2 separate regions of the Anser cygnoides genome follow, and region 1 is linked to region 2. A link is a contact called in public Hi-C data. All regions are on one chromosome and are shown on one strand. The core of a region is the stretch at or near the end of the contact, and the rest is flanking DNA. Distances in the headings are between cores, read along the strand shown. Region 1 holds the start of PRKAR2A (protein kinase cAMP-dependent type II regulatory subunit alpha). Region 2 overlaps PXK (PX domain containing serine/threonine kinase like).

Region 1 (4,318 bases), core at 510-3,009, 87 kb before region 2:
TAGCAACTGTGGCTGCTGTAAAAAACAAAAATAAATTAGGCTTCACACTAAACCTCCAGATAAAATGATGAGATGTGGAAGATCTACCTCCTGTGCTTGTTTTTAATTCATTCGTTCACATACAAGAAGTAATCTTACTGGCATAAAATATGGGAGCCATATTACACAAAACACCTAATAAAGAGGCTGGGTGCTGTTGTAAGAGCCACAAGATTCCCTAATGTCCTTCCTCACCGAAAATAAAGCTAGTAAAAGTACCAGATAGGGTGTTCTCAGTCATGTCCTTCAAGCAACAGTGATGAATAGACTGTCTTTGCATGGGAGTGTAGGAAAACCATCTGGATAAGCGAGGGGACCTTTTGGCACACGAGCAAACAAAACCACAACACAATGAATTGCCTCAGCCAATTCTGGGCTTCTAAGTGAAATTCTTATTTTGAGTACAAGTTGATTTCTGCCCTTTTATTGTTGAAACAAAGGAAGAATTAAACAAAAATATTTACATTGACAACAGGCAGCGGCGTCACCAAGCCAGCATCCCTGTGCCCCTCATGTTTGTGCAGCCTATTTTCTCCCAAGACCAGCTTTCCAACATCAAACCTTAAGGGCCCCATGCCACGGGGCGAGTTGGCTGCCCTTGGGCATCCGCCAAACCTTCCCTGTACACACAAACAGCACGAAGCACGGAGGTTTTGTACGAAGAATACAAGAAAAACCTGAGTAACACATTTAGGAATATACAAGGTGTCTCCAAAGCCCACACGTGTAAGCGATTAATGAGGTGTTTCACTTTTCCAAAACCCTTCGTGCTCTCAGGTGCTCAGTGTTAAGCAGACAAACGTTATTGCCACCATTTCACAGATGATGACATTATGGCTTTTACCCAAAGGTATGAAGTGTTGCTCGTTTATTCTCTTGCGCTCAGCAGCTTTAAGAGTGTTCATTGACTGAATTTTGACCAGGAACCAGGGGGGTCAGAGGGCCTCAGTGTAATCCCAACCAAGGGGAAAAAGCCTCCTTCTCCCGCTCCTCTGTGGCGCTCAGGGGTACTGTGGGTTGGCAGAAAGATGAAGAAAGATGAAATTAGCACGGGGGGTCACTAACCTGAAGAAAGCTGTGAAAAACCTCCTTTCTGCCACACACTTGTGCATGTCCAGGATCCTGGCTGACGAGAAGCGAGAGCGTCCGCCACCTTCCACAGTTTAAGTTTACTCCCTACCACACCATAGCAGTTGCTCTGTCCCCAAATTAATTTGAAAGTCAGATTCACAAGCACCACACGAAAGCATTTCGCATCCCCTTCAGCCCTCGCTGCGGGGCGGAGGAGGGAGGCACAGCCCGGTTCCTCCCCGGCACACCCAGGCAGCCACCAACCACCCCGGGGGCACCCGGATCCCGCTGCGGGGGGCACCTGAGGGGCACCGGGACCGCACACCCCAGCGCCCCGCGGTTCCCCTCCCTCCGCCGAGGCGGGGACCGGCCGGGGGGGAGCCGCTCCCCTCAGCGTCCCGGCGCCTGCGCGCGGCCGCCCGCCTCCATGCTGGCTCGGCGCCCGCTGCAGCGCCTGCGCAGCCCGGGGAGCTGCCGCCGCGGCCCGGCCCCCCCCGTGTGTGTGTGACCGGAGCGGCGGGAGTCAGGCGGCGCCCGCCGAGGGAGGCCCCGAGCCCGCCACCGTCACAACCGGCTGCGGGGCGGCGGCCTTCTCCTCCTCCTCGTCGTCCTCCTCCTCCTCTTCCTCCTCCCCCCGCCGCCGGCACCATGAGCATCGAGATCCCGCCGGGCCTGACCGAGCTGCTGCAGGGTTACACCGTGGAGGTGCTGCGGCACCGGCCGGCCGACCTGGTCGGTTTCGCCGCCGAGTACTTCACCCGCCTGCGGGATGCCCGCGAGCGGGAGGCGGCCGGCGGCGGCCGCAGGGTGGTCAGCTTCGACGGGGAGCCCATGCAGACCGAGTCCAACGGCGAGGAGGAGCCCGACCGCGGCGACGACGACGACGACTCCGACTTCGAGCGTAAGCCCCTCGGGGAGGTGTCCCCGTCCTTCCCCCCCCCGTCCCCCCCGTCCCCTCCCAACGCACCGCCCGGTAACCGGCGCGGCCCTTCCCGGTGAGCGAACCCCGTGCCGGTGCGGTGAGGCGACGGGCGAGCTCTGTCGCGACTGTCGGGTGTCGCTGCCGCTCGGCCGCCGCGGTGAGCGTGCCCTCGGCGGCTGGGGACGGAGCGGGCTCCTCGTTGTGCTTCAGGGCGCTGTCGTGGGGCGCTGGAATAACCTCGCACCTTGCCGGACAGCCGAAATTCCAAGCCGGCCGCCCGCTGCTCCCGGCTGTAGCTCCATCAGGTAGCGGAGGTGCCTCCCCGCGGGCCTTGCCTCGCCTCCCGTGGTACTTCCATTTTCGCTCCCTCCACACGCACTGCGCTCTGCCACGCGCCCTGCGCGCAGTTCGGGCTCTGCCTGAGCCTCGGTGCGAGAAGTTACCTGAGGTGTCGGTGAGCGGTACCTCTTGGCGCCCCCAGGATTTGGGAGCGCGGTTCCTGAACGCTCTCCGAATAGCCTCTCCTTGTTAGAAGGTAACTTAGAGGGGAAGAGGGGATAAGGTGTGCTTTCCCTAAACTTCAAGTGAAGGTCTTATGCCCTCGACCTATAACGCGAACAAAGGTTTCTGTGTTTTATTTATTTATTTTTAATGTCATTGAAGGCAACTTTATTCCACGATCAGCTTAGCTTGTTGTAGGCTTTGAAAGGTCTTCTCCTGGGAAGTGAGTGTAATGTTTTCCTGGAGAATGTTGGCAACTGCAGCTGAAGCAGTCCTCTGGAGTTAAATGTTTTCAGATGGAAATCTGTAAACTTTATGGTGCTAAACAGCTCTCAAATACAGCCTTACGTGGTGAGGCTGTCCAAAGCTGAAAAGTGGTTCCTTTGGTTCAAGTTTCTGCTTGTCATCTTTCTGTCTTAGAGGGAAAACTAACAAAACCGCCCGGTGTCACTTGTGCTGGTCAGAGCCCTGGAGGCAGGTGGCACTGTCAGTGGGTGCTGGCTTGCTCCTTATCTGCGAAAACACGCTGTTCCAACGACCTGGGGAAGGAATAGTCCCGTGTTCTAGTTAACAGCAGGCAAGAGCCTCTCTGTAGGGTCAAGGAAACAATTTCCACAGTGTTTAACAGAGTGTGGGATGATCAACCAAGGCTATGTGTTCTTTCAGACTTCTGTCATAACTGTTGTCATGGAAGACCTTGTTAACTAGAAAATGATGAAGTTGGAGGTTCTGATATCTCTGCCCTCTGTGAACTTTACAGGAAAATACTTCTATATTGTTATGGGAGACCAGATCCTGTGTACTTACAGACTGCTCAGTATTTAAAGGATCATTTCTAAAGATAGATAAAACACACAAACTGAAAAAGTCACAGATAATCCCACTGGACAGGCTCTAATACCATGCATTTTTTCATCCTGGACAACTTAGGAAAGATTCAATTAATTTCATTTTGTTTTCCTGGGCCAACACTATCAGCTTCAAGTTGCAAAGATAGGTCAAATGGATGTTTTAAGAATGCTTCCATGGGCATTTCTAAATATAATGATGAAATTGGTACTTCTGTAAAATACTACGTTAAGAAAATTTAAAGCTAATTTAAATAAGTAACCTAGTTATGTATGTTGGCTGTATGAAAGATGTCTGCACAAGTAATGTGGTTGTCTTCATGTTTCTACTTCCAGCATAATACTAAATCTGAGTATCTCACTAGACTGCGTCTGCATGCTAAGAGTTAGGGAACATTTTGGATAAGTTGTGTTTTTTCATATGTTTTGAGTGCAAGTGGTAATAAAAGAGAAAAATAACTTAAAATCAGAGTAAGCTCTGGGCTGTTGGAGTTAACAGCGTGGCAAATGTCTTCGTGTAGCCATAGTGGTACCAGTGGTCCCCTTTCTGCCATAGTGGCACAACATCAGTGGAGTCAGCGACACTAACTAGACCACAAAAAAGACTTGCATTCTTTTGTGGCGCTTAAGAAATTACTTCCAGGTTTATGTTTATTCTCTGGACCTCCTGGAGTTTCATCTCTGTTCTGTGTCCTTTTTGTGTATATGAGCAAGAAGACATCTGGATGTGGCTGTTCCGCAGAGAGGGGTGTAAGGAACGTGTGGAAAGGTGATGATGACAGTGGAGGGAAAAAAAAAACCTTCAGAAGTCTTTGGCTGTTGGGCTGTGGCAGCGTTGACGCATACGAAGCTTTCCTCAGAGCCTTTGTGTTTGAGTCTGTTCCCAACTCTATCGACCTGTCAATTTTGCAGTTACACGAATCAAAGTGACAACTTC
Region 2 (4,609 bases), core at 1,178-3,677:
CAAAGTGGCAGCTGGTCATCTTGTCACAAATCTCATTCTTTGCTGTTTGACGTAGCTAGGAAAATGCGTTCATCTGTGATTTGTATCAACATACGGTTCTCTAATCTGCTGTGTATGAAATGAATTTGCTCCTTACGCATTTTTACGGAACATGACTATAATGTGCTCTGGTTTGCATTCATTTGCTGAAAGAAAGAAGTAACTTCAGTTGCTTGAGATGGTAAGATTTCGTTTGAGGTAAAAGTTGTGCAGGGTTAGGCTGTGGTTAGGACCTTAATGATTCCTCTTTTCATGCAAGGCCACCTTTTTTCTCAAATGTATTACCGAATGTTTTAAAACCAGTTGTGGATAAACCAATTAGTTCTGGCAAGTTATGTTTTTTTCATTTTTATTTTTTATTTTTGTTCCTCTACAGACTTTAGAAAGCATTGATGTACATTGCTTTGGGCACTTACTGTATGAAATGACATATGGAAGACCCCCAGATACGATTCCAGTAGACAGCTTCCCTCCTGCACCATCCGTGTTTGTTGGTTAGTATACATTCACTCAATGTCAGTCTCAGCCTGGCTACCCTTACCTTTTACTGAAGCTGAAATGTTGTGAAATAGGAGACTAGGATTTTGCAGCCTGTAACCGGAAATTATTATTTAGCAATTTTAAAAAATAGCAAATGTGTTCTTCCTCAAATACATAGCATATAAATATGTTTTTTTAACTGAGTGATAAAACAGTGTGCAGTGATTAGATGTCTGGATCCCCTGGCCTCATGTCTAACATTCTTGAAAAGTTTGTACGTGTAACAATAATACTATAATAAAAAACATGTGTCATAAAGCTTCATCACTGCTTAGTTGATGGAATATGTGGGGGAGCATAACACAGAAGTGCCAGGCTTTCACTATAAATTGTTTGCTATTCTGTAGTGCAAAAATGTGTCCATACTTATTTTTTCTTTGGTAGTGTCTGTGTTGGAATCCATTCTGACCTGTGAAGCTATGAAGAATGGCATGCCAACAGTTGCACGGCTCTTACAGATGCCGTAAGTGTTAACGTACTTGTTCTATGCTCATAGTAATATTTTTAATTATATAAGGAGGAAGAATCTTTTTGCTCGTTCCTTATCTGAAAGATTTGTTCCTCATTCTGAGGGCTGTGTAGTGTATCCCAAGTGAAGGTTTAAAATTGATGGAGTTCATAGTCCCATTGCTTGTGAATATGATAGGTGCTCATTTAAAATTTCTGTCTCTTGGGGTGCTGGAGCTGTTACGAATGCATTTTACTTAGCGTGGCGCTATGGTTTCAAATGGTCTAGCTATTAAGCAGTGCGAGCATGATTAAGAACATGTACAGATCATTTAAAGCATTTGGAATAAAGAATGTTTTTGTGGGACCCTTTCAGATGTACTTCAGTAGATTTGGCTATCAGTTTACTTACGACTTAGCAAAATAAATCTCTAGCTCTGCTTGGCGGCAACATTTAGAATGGGTCAAAGCGTTGTGCGGAAGTTCTGGCTGGTGTCTTGCAAGGCTGGTTTAGGGATTCAGTGAAGCATAAACAGAAAATATCTCCTTCCAGGCTGTCCTCCTAGTGATGTAGTGAAGTAGTAAAGGCAGATACGGAGTGAGATTAGGATGGAGCAAGGGAGCAGTGTCAGTGCATGACTGAGCTGGAGATGATACCTGTCTGCAGTGCCACCCTTCCTGCAGCTAGGAGACAGCATTACCAGGGAAGTTGTCTGCAGTCACTGTGCTGCGACGTGTCGTCAGCGTGCTGAGCACAGAATCACAGTTCCTGGTGGGCTTGCTTTTTGTTAGTATGAGGTGCCAGAATCGTGACCTCATAAATGACAGATTGCCCATATCTAAATCTGGGTCTGATCTCACAGCGTACGGATTGCAGGATGTTTAGAGTATGCTCCAAGAGTCATATTTCCTGGGTTGGGACGGGTCCCTGCAGTCGTGTCCCAACCTTCTATTCCTTCTATTCCTCCATTCCTCTGCTCCTGAAGGAAGCAGGAGGTAGAGAGAAGAATGTATGGAGAAATACTGTAAGAAAACTGAATACAGGAATATCCAAGTGTTAGAAGATGTTGAACAAACAATCTATGCCTGGCTCTATCTGCTATGTAGGATATGTACTACATTCCCTTCATACCCATACTCTTTACAAAAGTGTTTTTCATAATGTGTGATGTGATGAATATAACTTAAATATTTGTTAAGCTATTCCAAATAAACTATGAGTTTACTGAATTTTGCAAGGATATGTAATCAGAAAGGGGCAGAAAATTTATCTGTAAACAAGTGTGAGCTTTTTTTTTCTTTAGCCTTTGTTTTAATTTATTTCTGATTTTTTTTTCATGGACTACTGATCTTACAATCTCGATTCTATATTTAATTTTGTTTTCTCTAGTATAGAACTGTGATAACTTTCCGTAGTGAACATCAACAGAAATCTCTGAAATGCTTATTTGTGAGCCAGACTTGGTGATCTCTTTCTGGGATAGTTTTCTAGTATGTTCTCCAGAACAAAGTACCTTGAAATGGACTAACTAGTTGATTTTCAGACTAACATTGCCCTCTAGTGTCTTTGTTTTGGATGGAAAAGTATTAATCATTTGTGCTCATGCTGATGGAGGCGAGAGTGAAACTGTTAGAATAGTCGCTTTAATTACCTTTGCCAGAGTATGGACAAGAACGCAGATATTTTGAAATGTTAAGTTTGCTCATTGATCTTTTACGTGGTTCTTGTTAATGCTAAAATAACAGTTGTGCTAAGAGTTCACCTGAAAAGATCAATGATTTGTTAGGTGAAATGTAAGTAAGGTCCCTGGCAATCTTCTGTTTTTAAGGAATCAATGTACTTACAAGGAAAAAGCATTTGTTTTGGGATGCTCTTGTCTGCCTTTGATAATTACAGCCATTCTTTCAGCTTACAAAATACTTCCTAGAGTCTTGCTAATTTCTGCTGTCAGTAGTGGCTCTGTTCTGAGGGCTAGATGCTGCTAATTTTAAAGCAAGGCTTGGAAAATAAAAAGCGGTACATAGCCTGTGTGTTGGGGGGGGGGGGGAACAAAACAGTGAGGTAGGGATGAGAACAGAGAAGGAAAAGAGAAGAGAGGGAGTTAGGTGAACAGTACCAGTAGCATTCCCTCTGTTTCTGCCTATCTCTTGGAAATAATGTTCCTTTTTTTTTCCTTTTTTTTTCACCCACTCACAGATTATTCAGTGATGTCCTGCTAACAAACTCTGAGAAACCACAGTTTAAGGTAAAGTTGAATGTTGATTTGCTGATGTTCGTGGAAGCACCAAGTTGTGGGTAGCTATGCATCAATTAACAAACAGGGTAGAGGACAGCTGGCTTTACTTGGCTTTATGGTGATTCCCGTTGGTATTTGGATTCCTTTGCTGAATCATACCCAAGAAAATTATATCAACCCTTAGAAGAGGGCACAGTGTGACCCATGAGTGATTCAAGTGTAGCTCTTGTATTGGAGCTAATTTACATGATTAATCATGGTGTCCTACTTAGCAGCCTTGTTTTGCTCAAATTGCTAAGGGCTGTGGAATCTGATTTTGCTAGGTTAGACCACTGGCACGTTGTAGCCAGCTGCAGTGCTGGGACTTTCAGGGAGCTGCTTCTTGCCCCCATTGGGGAACTGCCCCAGAGCAGGCATGTGCTGCGTGTCTTGTGGTGGTCGGCCTTATGGCATTTTGGGGATGTGACCAGAGTACCAAAACAATTAGCTGTCCCTGGCTTTAGACGGGCAACATGGTCAGATACATGTTGAGTTTTGAGCAGTGAAGTTGTATTTTCGTTTATCATATTTTGTGCTATGATTTCTTTCCCCATTCTGTATTAGGTTCCTACTAAGCTAAAAGAGGCATTGAAAACTTCCAAAGAATGCATAGAAAAAAGATTAACAGAAGAACAGAAATTGGTAACTACTGTATTTCTTTACTGTATTCCCTACAGACATTGTTTCCTCTTATCACATTTAAATGGTGAAAGTGAGCTCTGTGATTTTGAGCAATAAAGGTTTTCATCAACAGATTTGCTTTCCCAAAAATACAGCGTTGAGGAGCTGTAGAACAGCTGATGAATGTATGGCATTATACTGTTTTAAGTGGTACAGCTTCACAGTGACTCCTAAGTTAAAGGATCATTTTAACTTCAGTGTGAGGCTCCATACTCTACCAGCAACAGTAAAGATTAGAGTTAAACATGAAAAAAGAAAACTAAATGTGCAAAGTGACTACAGTGTTTTTTCTTGCATGCCAAGCATGTGCCTTGTCTGAGAATATTTGAGATCTTAACATTGTCTTTTTTTGTTTTCCCTTAATTCTGAAGATTCACCAGCACAGAAGACTGACAAGAGCTCAGTCTCATCATGGTTCTGAAGAAGAAAAAAAGAAAAGGAAGATCTTAGCAAGAAAGGTAATCAGCCTTTAAATAGGTTTCTCACACAGAAAGTTATTGAATGTGTAGCATGAACAACCACAGGTGTGCTGCTGTGTTCTGTTCTGTGCTTTTCTGTACTACTTCCATATTTGAAGTGATAACTCTTCCTAAATGGTAGCTGACTTGTATATTAGTTTAACCCGT

Evidence for each region. Hi-C and Micro-C count contacts between places; a contact is called where the count stands out from the background.
Region 1: a contact with region 2 is called in a Hi-C map of liver, with 1.6 times the contacts expected there. The contact joins the promoter of PRKAR2A here to the enhancer-like site in region 2. A contact is called at or near these places in 2 of 7 Hi-C or Micro-C datasets (granulosa cells and liver).

Annotation. Positions count from the first base shown.
Region 1 is chr10:11,680,397-11,684,714 of Taihu_goose_T2T_genome, reverse strand. It overlaps PRKAR2A (protein kinase cAMP-dependent type II regulatory subunit alpha), which reads left to right and starts at 1,759. Exons shown (of 11, transcript XM_048072299.2): 1 at 1,759-2,011. The coding sequence starts at 1,759. LOC136791612 (a long non-coding RNA gene) reads right to left here and starts at 1,570. Exons shown (of 3, transcript XR_010833938.1): 1 at 1,105-1,570.
Region 2 is chr10:11,593,544-11,598,152 of Taihu_goose_T2T_genome, reverse strand. PXK (PX domain containing serine/threonine kinase like) reads left to right here. Exons shown (of 18, transcript XM_048072246.2): 11 at 416-533; 12 at 964-1,042; 13 at 3,224-3,272; 14 at 3,867-3,944; 15 at 4,355-4,441. Among named protein-coding and RNA genes, the nearest start is that of PDHB, 17 kb to the right of the region's middle. Within about 2 kb of position 2,427, at least 1 of the 3 cell types and tissues checked has open chromatin away from gene starts, as enhancers often do. A contact at or near this core is called in liver, where this site is marked.